Linked DNA regions of Ovis aries: region 1 is linked to region 2. Evidence: chromatin contacts called from public Hi-C data. All regions are on one chromosome and are shown on one strand. The core of a region is the stretch at or near the end of the contact, and the rest is flanking DNA. Distances in the headings are between cores, read along the strand shown. Region 1 has its middle 88 kb from the start of ZBTB10. Region 2 holds the start of ZBTB10 (zinc finger and BTB domain containing 10).

Region 1 (5,203 bases), core at 710-3,209, 88 kb before region 2:
CGATTCCTGGGTCAGGAAGGTTCCCTGGAGAAGGAAATGGCAACTCACTCCAGTATTCTTGCCTGGGAAATCCCATGGACAGACAGGCTAGTCTATGGGGTCGAAAAAGAGTTGCACACGATTTAGCAACTAAACAAGAACAACAGACTTGAGCTGAAGTTGATGAATGCAGGCAGAGGGGAAAAAAATTCCTCTCCATTCCTTGTCTTCTAGGGAGTTACCTGTTGGTGGCTCCAGCGGACTGGTGGAAAGGTTTGAGAACGTCTTGATTAAGGTATTTTCAAGGGCTCCTAAATCTACTGTCTTCGTTTCCTTTTCCTTCGTTGAGATCATACTCCAAGAGTTGTTAAGATCTTAGGAAAATCACTTAACCTCTCTGAGATTTAAATTCCTTACTGGTAAAATAAGAATTGAAGGTCCTCTCTGGTCTTAACAGTCCTATCATTTACGTATACATTTAAACTACTGATCTCAAACTAGCGACAACTTTCAGTTTGCTACAGGTTATAGCAGCTGGCTGAGTTATTTTAATAAAGTGAATTAGATTAGATCTTTCATGGATCATTTGGAAGTCCTAGCAGTCCTCCTCACCCCTATTCTTATGTTCAACCTTACAACTTTGACAAGGAACAACCAAAAAGAACAGTAAGGATTTCAAAATTCTCTTCAGGTCCAACTATTGGGCTTTTTCGATTTCCCAACAAAGTGATAAACTGTGAGTCCTCTAAGAGAGGATCCTAAGTCTTCAGCAGGACACTTCCATTCTACCATCTTACTGTTGTGCCCAAGCTGATAAAAATTTCCTCTGTGAACTGAGTTTCTGAAAGCCTGACCTAATAGCTACCGGTTCTCAATCAATTGCTATTCACACGCAAACATCTGCACACATCAAGTCAATTTAAACATCACGCTGTGGGGTCCTGACACGATGACAGAACCACCAGCTGTCGGGGCACCGCCCTGAATTGGGGACACAAACCCCATTTTCCTATGTAAATTGGCCTGGGCGCTGCTTCGGCCCCCCAACAAAAGGGGACGTTCCTTTTAAATGGGGCCATCTGGCTGTCCCCCGGCCTCAGAGACACCTCCGGGATGGGAGGTAGGAATAGGGGGAGCGGGAGTGATCTTCGGGGGGCCACAAGGTAGGTCGGTAGCACGCAGCTGTCACCCCGACCCCTGGGGTCCGATCCCCAGAGGTTGCGGACCAGCAGATTCGCCCGCCGGGTCCGGGGCGTCTGAAGGTCTGGCAGCGCACTCCCGAGATGGGGGAGGGCGCGCTTTGTTCCCGGGCCCCAAGGGCGCGAGGCGCCACGGCCTCGGGCAGAGTCACCGCTCCGTCCCCGGGCCCCAGGGCAGCTCCCGGCGGGCGGCTAGCAGCCGCGGGCGCCTCCATAGCAACCGCGTGGGAGCTCCGCGAACCGGGAAAGAGGAGCCGGGGAGGAAGGCGGGGAGCAGAGGAGAGGGACGAGGGGGGAGGAGCGGAGAGGGGAGGGGTTCCAGGGAGGAACCGAGGAGAAAAGAGTTGGGGAGGAGGGGTCGAAGAAGGCGCGCGCGGGGGGGAGCCCAGGAGGAAGAGGGAGGGATGGGGAATGGGCGAGGATAGGGATCTGGAGGAAGAGAGGAGGGGAGCGGGGAGGAGAGGGGAGCAGGAAGAAGGGCCCAGGCGAGAAAAGAAGGAAGGGAGAGGGAGCGTGGGTGGGGGGCAGGGAGGAGTGCGGGGAGGAGGGGAACGGGAGGAGTCCGGAGCCGCCGGGATTGGAGGGGGGGGGCGCTGGGAGGGGGAGGCCGGGAGGAGGGGAGCTTGGAGGGGAAAGGAGCCGGGGAGGAGGGCGCGGCCCAGCCCTCCGGGGCACGGTGCCCCGGGGAGCTCGGCGGCCGAATTCCTGCCCCCGCGCCTCTGGGCGGGAGGAGGGGCGGGAGCCGGCGGCCGAGCGCTGGCGCGGGCGGGGACTGCGGCGGGTGGGCGGGAGGCCGCGCGGGGAGGAGCTCCAGGGGCTGGGGGTCCGCCCACCCCAGCCCGCGAGGAGCGCCCCGGGAGCGAACCAGGACTCTCCCCTTCCCCTGAGGCTAGCGGGCCCCTCTCCAGCTGCGCTGACCTTCCCAGCCCCCGAGAGCCGCCCGCAGCTCCCCGGCCCCAGAGCCGCCCGCAGTTTTCCAGGGATGAACAAACCCTCTTCCCCAAGGGCTGTAAACCTGAAGCGCTCTCCCGAAAACAAAGTGCTTAGCTAAGACTTGCTCTCACCCAGGGTTCTCACCAGAGAATAGTGTGTTACAAAACTATTAGAAAGTTGATGCGGAGCTTAGAGTCCTTTTCTCCCTACCCCAGCCCCCACCCACACCCCCAAAAGGAGGGGCCTGTTGGAAAGGATGTATTAAGGAAGGAAATATTAAGCTTGAGAAATTGACAATCTGGATGGAATGCTGACGTCCAGCTGAAAAGTTTGGGGAAAAGCCAAGTCACAAACACATCAGCTTTCTTAAGTACTCTGCTGAGCACCAGCTTGTACGTACGAGACATTTCACAAAGTTGGCAGAATGGGCTTGATCCTTGCTCTCGAAAAGCTAACCACAAAAATGGACTACCATTACACTCTGAGAAGCATTTGTGAATAGTGAAAAGCATTTTGAATAATACGTCTCATGAAGGAGCATTAAATGTGCAAAAAAGAAAAAAATTTAGACAGTATTTCAAAAAAGTCAATAGATATAAGTGCTGTATATTTTAATTTTAAAAACCATTATACAAAGGAAAGGAAAGGAAAATAAACGTTGGGACATTCTCAGCTAACTTGGCCTATGGGAAAATGAAAATAAACCTAATTGAAAAAACAGTGCTCACCATAAATAGGTTTAGCTTTGCAGGCAGGGAACATGGTTTAAGAAGAAAAAAAAAAAAAAGCCAGCAGAAAATTCACCAATCAAATGTAAGATTGTCCATGTTTCATAAAACAAAGGTCAAAGAATCCTGTCAAGCCTTAAAGAACGCTTTCTGTGTAGATAGCCAGGGTTTTGGTTTTGTTGTTTGTTCTGAAAACCCTAATCTGTAACTCTTGTTTTCAGGTATTACTCAGAGGAATATTCTTTGGTTTCTTTTACCCACATATTCCCAAATTAGGTATCAAATTAAAAGAAACAGGAAAACTTGTAGGTTTGTAATTGTACAATATCCCATCTGGTTTCAACTCTTTGACCAAAAAGAAAAGATGAAAACGTAGGCAAACTTCCAAGTATGTCTATTCTAAATGCTAACTTATTTTGACATAAAACGAATGACTTCTAGTCTTTACTTCCCAACTAGTTGGTATGTAATAGTTTTTGAGCGTTCACTGCATTCCAGGCATTATTCTCAGCAATTTATAGACATTAGCATTTTATTTAATCTTCTTAAACATAGAAAGTAAATATTAATATTATCCCATTTTATGGATGAAGAAACTGATGCTTAAAGAGGGCATAAAACAGGTGTAGATCCTGACAACTGTAGTCAGAAAGGTTGGGATGAAGACCCACCAAGCCAGCTGTCACTGAGCAGTTTGTTCCCTGACCACACATTCCTCACGGGTGGGATTTCTCTTACATCTCATCTAGAATAAGATTGAATATAACTACGGATCAATATGTGTATGGGTTAACTGAATTTCTCAATTTCATCTAGTTTTTCTGGCATTAGATAGGTAAACTCACAAGTTATTATTTTCTTTATTTCTTAAGTGTTCGTCTAAAAAATCTTGGTACTATATTGTAAACTTCAGAAATATAAAAAGCAGCAACCTACCAGGCCCAAACCTACTAAGTACAAATTGTTAATGTAGTTTCACATGAGCACTTAAAATTGTGGCAATATGTGAAAGCATATGTTCTGAGTTTAATGATAAACCAAACATTTTTAGTTGTTTATACCCTGTTGCTTATACTTTTTTTTCAGTAAGGAGTTTGATGTCCTTTATTCAAGAGAAAACAATCCATGAATCAAGGAGTACTGTGCCTCATAAGCAGAGGAATACTGCTTTCTAGAGATGTGAGACAAAAGGGAGTTTTATAGAGAGAAAGAGGTGATATAGAAACACTGCATGATTAACTAGGAGATCAGGGATTTCCTTAGAAAGCCTGAAAGTCCTGTTTTCTAGGGTAAGTTAAGCTAGCTAAAGCTGGGTTGGAGGATTATGATAGATATATGTTAGGTTTCATTGACAGGGGTTTCCTGTAAGTGCAGGCTGACTTAAGTTTAGGTTTGTGACATGGGCTGGGCCACTGAGTTGGCCTCCATTTTATGGGTGCCAATATTCAAATTAACTTTATCAACTCCCCCTTTCGATCAATTTTCTCAGTTGTAGTCAAAGTTTAAGGTATTACTGCCACTTTGAGCTACCACTTGTTGATGTTGGAGTCAGGTTGAATCTCCAACTGGAAAAAAAAAAAGGTTGGAATATCAAAGTCTTATTCTCTTAGTTGACTTTCTTCATCCCATTTTTGGCATTCTCAGCAAAGGGAGATCATTTGGTCATCAGCAACAGCATGCATGCATGTAAAGCTTTCGAGAGAATACAGCAAACCACAAAGATGATTACAAAGACTATATGCAGAATAATACCCAATGATTGGAGGGCACTCTCAAGGCATGGTCCCAATGACCCAAAACAAGCAGATCAGAGAAAAAGTCTGCTGAAGGAGTCACTTTTTTAAACCAAGTGGCTTGCTTAGTGACTTTATGTAGCTTGGTCTCAATGTCTCCAAAAACATAGTAGCTGTTGATCACAGCACAGATGGTTACCTCTGTGCTCAGCTAACAGAAAATCAAAGGCTATCCTATCATCAAGAACAACTTTAGCTGGACAGTCTAGGGACTTTTATTTGCTTTAGCAGCAAATTCTTCAATATCTTTAAGAGTTAAGGAAAGATTGCTGATTATAGCCTCATTTCACTTAATTTTCTATTCAAGGGTGGAGGCATCTGACAGAGGAAGTGAATTTTGAATCATAAATGCCCCTGGTATTTCCAGTTTGAGTCTGTGGCTGGGGGCTGGAAAGATGACAGCCATTCTTGTTGTTATATCATGCTCAGTTGTGTCTGACTCTTGGCGACCCTATGGACTGAAACCTGCCAAGCTCCTTATGGAATTTTCTCCAGGCAAGGATACTAGAGTGGGTTGCCATTTCCTTTTCCAGGGACAGCCGTAGAAGCCAGTAAAACTTAAGGATATATA
Region 2 (5,277 bases), core at 176-2,675:
CCAACATTAAAGCAGCTTTTCTAAAATCACAGCTAATAACATTCTAACCACAAAGCCAACCTTACAGGGTTAAAACCTTCAACCTCGCTTATTAAACTTTCCTTCTGATTCAATCTGACGGGCAAAGAAATCTGAGTCATGAAAAAAATTAAATCAAATTCAGTGCTATGATTAGAAAATTGTCATTCCTCCCCCTCCCCCCAACTCCCCCGGTTAACTTTTGAAAACTTATTCCCAGGCTTTCGAACCCCCCACGCCTAAATTCCCTACACCTCTCTCCTAACAGGAAAGATGTCTTCACCCAGTAGAGTGAGTTTTAGCTGATAAACCTTTCCCCCAAAGATCTGAAAAAGCAGGAGCAACATATATCGTACCTGGGCGTTGGCTTCGTGGAGTTTGTGCTCGGTAGAGACGTGGTGCCTCAGAAGGAGGGTTTTCTTGTAGTTGCGGGTCCCTCGCGAAAGCTCGTCGTGCCCCACTGGGGGCAGATCCCCGCTTCCTCCGTCCTCGGGGGGCTTTTGGCACCAGCCGCAAGACATAAGGCCAGTATCCTTGGAATAGCGCAGCCAGGGAAAATCTTTGAGCCAGGAGGTCTGGAAAGAGCAGTGGAGCTTCTGCATTAGGGACTTGGGCCGCGCGAGCGGGAAGTGCTGGACAGTCTCTCCTTCTCCAGCTCCCACACCGCTGCCCTCCGCTTCGTCCCCGCCATCGCCGCCCGACCGCCTGCTGCTGCTGCAGCTGCCTCCTTCCGCCCCGCTGCCGTCGCCCAGGCTCGCCCCCTCCTCTTCGTCCTCGGTGCTGTCGCTCAGGGACGCGCCGTCCGGCATCAACTCCTTCCCCTCCAGCGCGTCCAGCTCCAGCTCCACGGCCGCCGGCCCTCGCCCATTGAAATGCCTCAGGGGCCATGCCGAGGTCTCGGGGCGGCCGCGGCTACTGCCATTGTTGCCGAGCCCCCCGCCGCCGCCGCCTCGAAAGGCCAGAGTCCGACGGTTCCTTTCCGCTAGCAGGGGGCCCCCGGCGCCACCGCCGCCCAGCGAGGTGGGGCCGCCCGCGTCTTGGGGGAGCAGCAACTCCTTGGTTTCCTCGGCGGCGGCGGCAGCCCCGGCGGAGGCCTCCAGGTCTTGGGGCTCCAGGCCCTCCAATTCCACTTCCTCGTCGGCCCCCCGCCCATTGAGCGGCTGCGGCGCTGGCGGCGGGGGCTGTCTTGGCTGGGGCTGCTGGGGCCAAGCCGAGGCCTCCCCGCCAACGTTATTGTTCGCGGAGCCGCCGCCGCCGCTGGCGGTGACCAACCCGCCTCCTCGGAACGCCAGCGTCCTGCGGTTCATTTCACTGAACGACATGGCGCGCGCCGCCGCCGCCGCCCGGTGCCCCGGCTCGCGCCCGGCCTCGGGCCGCGTCCCGCGCGCTCCCCGCCGCTCCCCCTCCGCTTCGCTCCCGCCCCCACCGCGGGCGTTCCGGTCTCGCGGGGCTCGGCCTCGCCCTCCCGCCCGGCTCGCGCTCGCTCCCCGGGGCTGCCTCACGCGTCCGCCGCCGCCGCCGCCGCCGCCCGCCGGGCCGCCGCCTCCTCGTCCTCCACCCCCGCCCCGCGGCGCTCCGGGCAGCGTCCCGCGCGGAGAAGGGGGGGGCGGGCGGCGGAGAGGTGAGCAGCGAGCCGGCGCGCGTGGGGCCTTCGAAGTTGAGAGGCGGAGTGCGGGGAGACCCTCCGCTGCCCCCTCTTTAAAGCCGCGCGCACACACCGACCCTCCAAACAAGATATCCTTCCTCCGGCGCGCCGAGGAGTCCCGACGCGGCTGCCGGCTTCCGAAGCGCTGAGGGCGAGAGGCACGTTAAACTGCCGGGCTCCGCCACATAACGAACCGACAATAAAGCCGGCGGAGCGTTTCCGTCCGACCAGGCCCTGGCGGAGGTCGAATGGCAAATGAACAACGGACCGTGCGCCCACAATGCACCGGGGTAGCAGTAACCGCTGGAGGGGGAAAGGGTGGGGGCCGGGCGGGGGGAGGGGGCTGGGCTTGGGGCTGGGCTGGGGTGGGGTGGGGGCGCCTGGGGACCGGGAAAGGGGCCGGGCCGCGCCTCCGGCCTGGGGGCGGGGGTGCGGCCGCGGGGGAAGGAAGTCGGCCGAGGGGCGGGGGACAAAAGGCCGGGCGGCGGGCTGGGGGGTCTCGGGGAGGGGGCGGGCGTGTGCAGCCGGGGCCGGGCTCCGCGGAGGACAAACAGCTGGCGAGTGTCAGGTCTGGCCGCCTCCCCGCTGCCCGCACGCACCTACCCGCGCCCGGGACGCACATTTTCCTTCCTTCGCCACGAGTTCACCTGGGACTTTGAGAAATAACTGTACGGTGGGAGCTGCTCTCCAGCCTTGTCATTTGCTGAGGTGGGGTGGGTGGGGGCGGGGGGTAACGGTGCCCGAGGAAGTGAACTTATTTTTGTTCCTTCACAAAGACTGGACCAGGCTGTACCTTTCGGGCGAGGAGGTTACAACCGGGGGCACCTCCTCGTCTGCTGCATTGTGTATTCGATGCAGCAGCTCTGGGCGATAATCATTTCACAGAAAATGCACCGCCCCGAGTGTCTTATTGCTGTGATGAAATGGAAATTTAAATAAAAGGTCGAACACGTGCGTTCAGTGGGAAGTATTGACATGGGTGTTACATCACCAGCAGCCAATCAGATAGCTCCAGTCGTGTTTATACTTCTACAACCACCTTGTGAGTATTACAGTATGTCATAACGTTATAAATATTAGGCAGGGTTTTCCCCAAGAGTGGGGAGGAGTCGGCTCACACAGACGCTGCGTGCGACTCCGAAGAGCGTGTGTGTTAAGACAAGGATTGATTTTTAAGACTTTGGGTTGTTCTTTTTTTTTTTTTAACTGTTGACACTGCACATGGAATTTAGAGTGATTAGAAAAACAGATGGAGCTGGAAATGAAACTCTTACAATAATAATCGTAGTCAACTTGTTCAGAAAAAGATTTTCCAATTTGGAGCCCTTATACTCGTATTTTAAAGTATTTTTTAATGTGCTAAATTTAGCAAATTCTAAAGTGTTGAGATTCATTTTACTCTTTGAAACCTGAAATAAACTTTTAAAAACAAGTTAAAAGTAATGTGAAACAAATCTTAAATCATTTTTATTCAAACATTTCAGATTAAAGAAAGATATTCTCAAACTATGGAGGAGCTTTTTACTGTTTTAATAAATATATTAAGAGGACTAAATAAAACAGTATTAAAAGGTTAATCACAAACATTCAAAATACGTTCAAGATAATTATTGAGGAGGAAAAAAAGGACATGTTACTTTTTACATTAATGTATGTCAGGATGTGCATGGGGAAAAATGGGAAAAACACAACTCTACGGTTATAGATTATCATGTGTTAGAGGCTTTAATCTTTTACGTTATATGTTAATGGAACGTTATATGATTTAATAAAGAGTGTGTGTTACAACGTGTTACAATATTTAGGCTCTCTAGTTTAATGATTCTGTTCTCTTCAGTAATTTCTATTTTTAAAATAAACAGTATTTAAAACTTTGAATATGGTATTTTTTTCAAGATTAAAAAAACAGATTATCCCAGACATATTATAAAATACTATTTGCCTTAAGATTTTTGAATAGACTAAACCCATGCACAGCCATATCCATATATTGTGTAGTTTGTATATTGTATAGATTTATTCATATCAACTTTTACTTAATTCACTGTAATTTTAGTATCTGTAATAAATGAACTGTGTTGTATGTCAAACAAAAAATGTTAGTTCTACCTTATAGATGAAATGTAATTTTAATGTAAAGAATGATAGTACTAACCTGCCACAAAGAGATTTTGGCTTTTAATTATTTAGTTAGTAATGATCAGATTGCTACATATCCATGTTGTCACCTGGCCACCAATGATAAACAGCCTGAAACTGCAATATAAGTCCTTAGATTGGTACAGTTTGTGGATTAAAAAAAAAAATTGTCCTGCTTCGTTTTAGTTGTTGGAAAACTTAGGACAGTGGAATCTCTGATGACCTAATTTGTATGTTGGAGAAATGAGAGGGTTCTGCCCAGTTGGCTATATGTATTATGTACTATATGGAAGAATGTTATAATAATGCTGTGCTTTGTCCTTAATGCATTTTTTAAAATTCCAGGCACTTTGCAAATAAATACAGTATTTATTCAGTTTTAACTCTCACTCCCTTCTCCAGAAAAAGAGGGAAGAGTTACTGAAGTTAATTGCTTATCCAGGGTTAAGGTGATGGGAAGTAAGTGTTCTTAAGAATTTTTTTTTCGGCTTTAAAGATTTTTTTCCATTCCCAAACTGTTAAACTCATATCTTTGTTGTTGTTTTTTCATCTTATTTGCCTAGTACATAACAGGCAATATATATTTGTGCTAGTATGCTAGGTTTGTTTGTTTGTTTGTTTTTGGCTGATTCTGGTAGCATCAGAATTGCCAAAAATTAAGTTTTTAGTTGTATCCAAAGTTTATTTTTCTCAGACATGTAGCTTACCTTCTGTTTTGGAAAATTCACGTCATCTTCTGTCTGGAGATTTGGTTACGTGTGCACTGATTAGGGATGAACAACACTTGATTCAAATAAATGACTTAAATACTAGGGCCACTGACCTCCTCACAGCCAAACAGTGTGAGTGTATGATGTATGAGTGTGTGTATATTTTTATCGTTATATATGTATAAATATATATTCAGTTGTCTTCTTCTTAACCCTGAAGGAAGATCGGATCAGAAAGAAAGTTCAAGAGGATAGTAATCCACAGATGTTTCAGAATACCCCGAGCAAGGGAACTTTAAGTAACAGAAGGGGATCTCCTGTTCTGTAAACGGAGTTTTTAAGAATTCCCCCACCCCTTCCAGTCTCCCACTGGCAGGCAGGGATCTGTTCTCTCCTCTAGCCCCTATATTTGCTGTTGGGGTTCTACCATATTTAAGGGGATTCCCCCTTATGCTTACCAGGGGAACCCCTCCAGAATGGGGCATCCCCAGCCAATGTGTCCCCTAATTTCACTTTAGGCTGTGTAGAACTGCTGCAGGTTACCTTGATAACTCTTCCCCTGTAACTCCTTGATGAGGCTAAACTCCTCTACCTGGTTCAGCTGATCTATGATGACCAAACTTGGCTATTCTTTATTGCCTTCAAGAGGCATTTTTGCCTCCACAGCCCTTTGCCTCTTTAGGTTCTAGGGACAATATGCTGTGATTCTGTATGTGGCACTGACATGTATCATCCACCAGAATAAAGTCGCTGAGAATAGAGACT

What was found. Hi-C and Micro-C count contacts between places; a contact is called where the count stands out from the background.
Region 1: a Hi-C map of tail adipose tissue shows a contact between it and region 2, with 5 times the contacts expected there. The contact joins the enhancer-like site here to the promoter of ZBTB10 in region 2. A contact is called at or near these places in 9 of 16 Hi-C or Micro-C datasets (hypothalamus, liver, mixed tissues and 4 more).

The regions. Positions count from the first base shown.
Region 1 is chr9:56,835,622-56,840,824 of ARS-UI_Ramb_v3.0, reverse strand. No RefSeq gene overlaps it. Among named protein-coding and RNA genes, the nearest start is that of ZBTB10, 88 kb to the right of the region's middle. Within about 2 kb of position 1,959, at least 35 of the 54 cell types and tissues checked have an H3K27ac peak or open chromatin away from gene starts, as enhancers often do. A contact at or near this core is called in hypothalamus, liver and tail adipose tissue, where this site is marked.
Region 2 is chr9:56,746,669-56,751,945 of ARS-UI_Ramb_v3.0, reverse strand. ZBTB10 (zinc finger and BTB domain containing 10) reads right to left here and starts at 1,425. Exons shown (of 6, transcript XM_004011759.6): 1 at 375-1,425. The coding sequence starts at 1,340.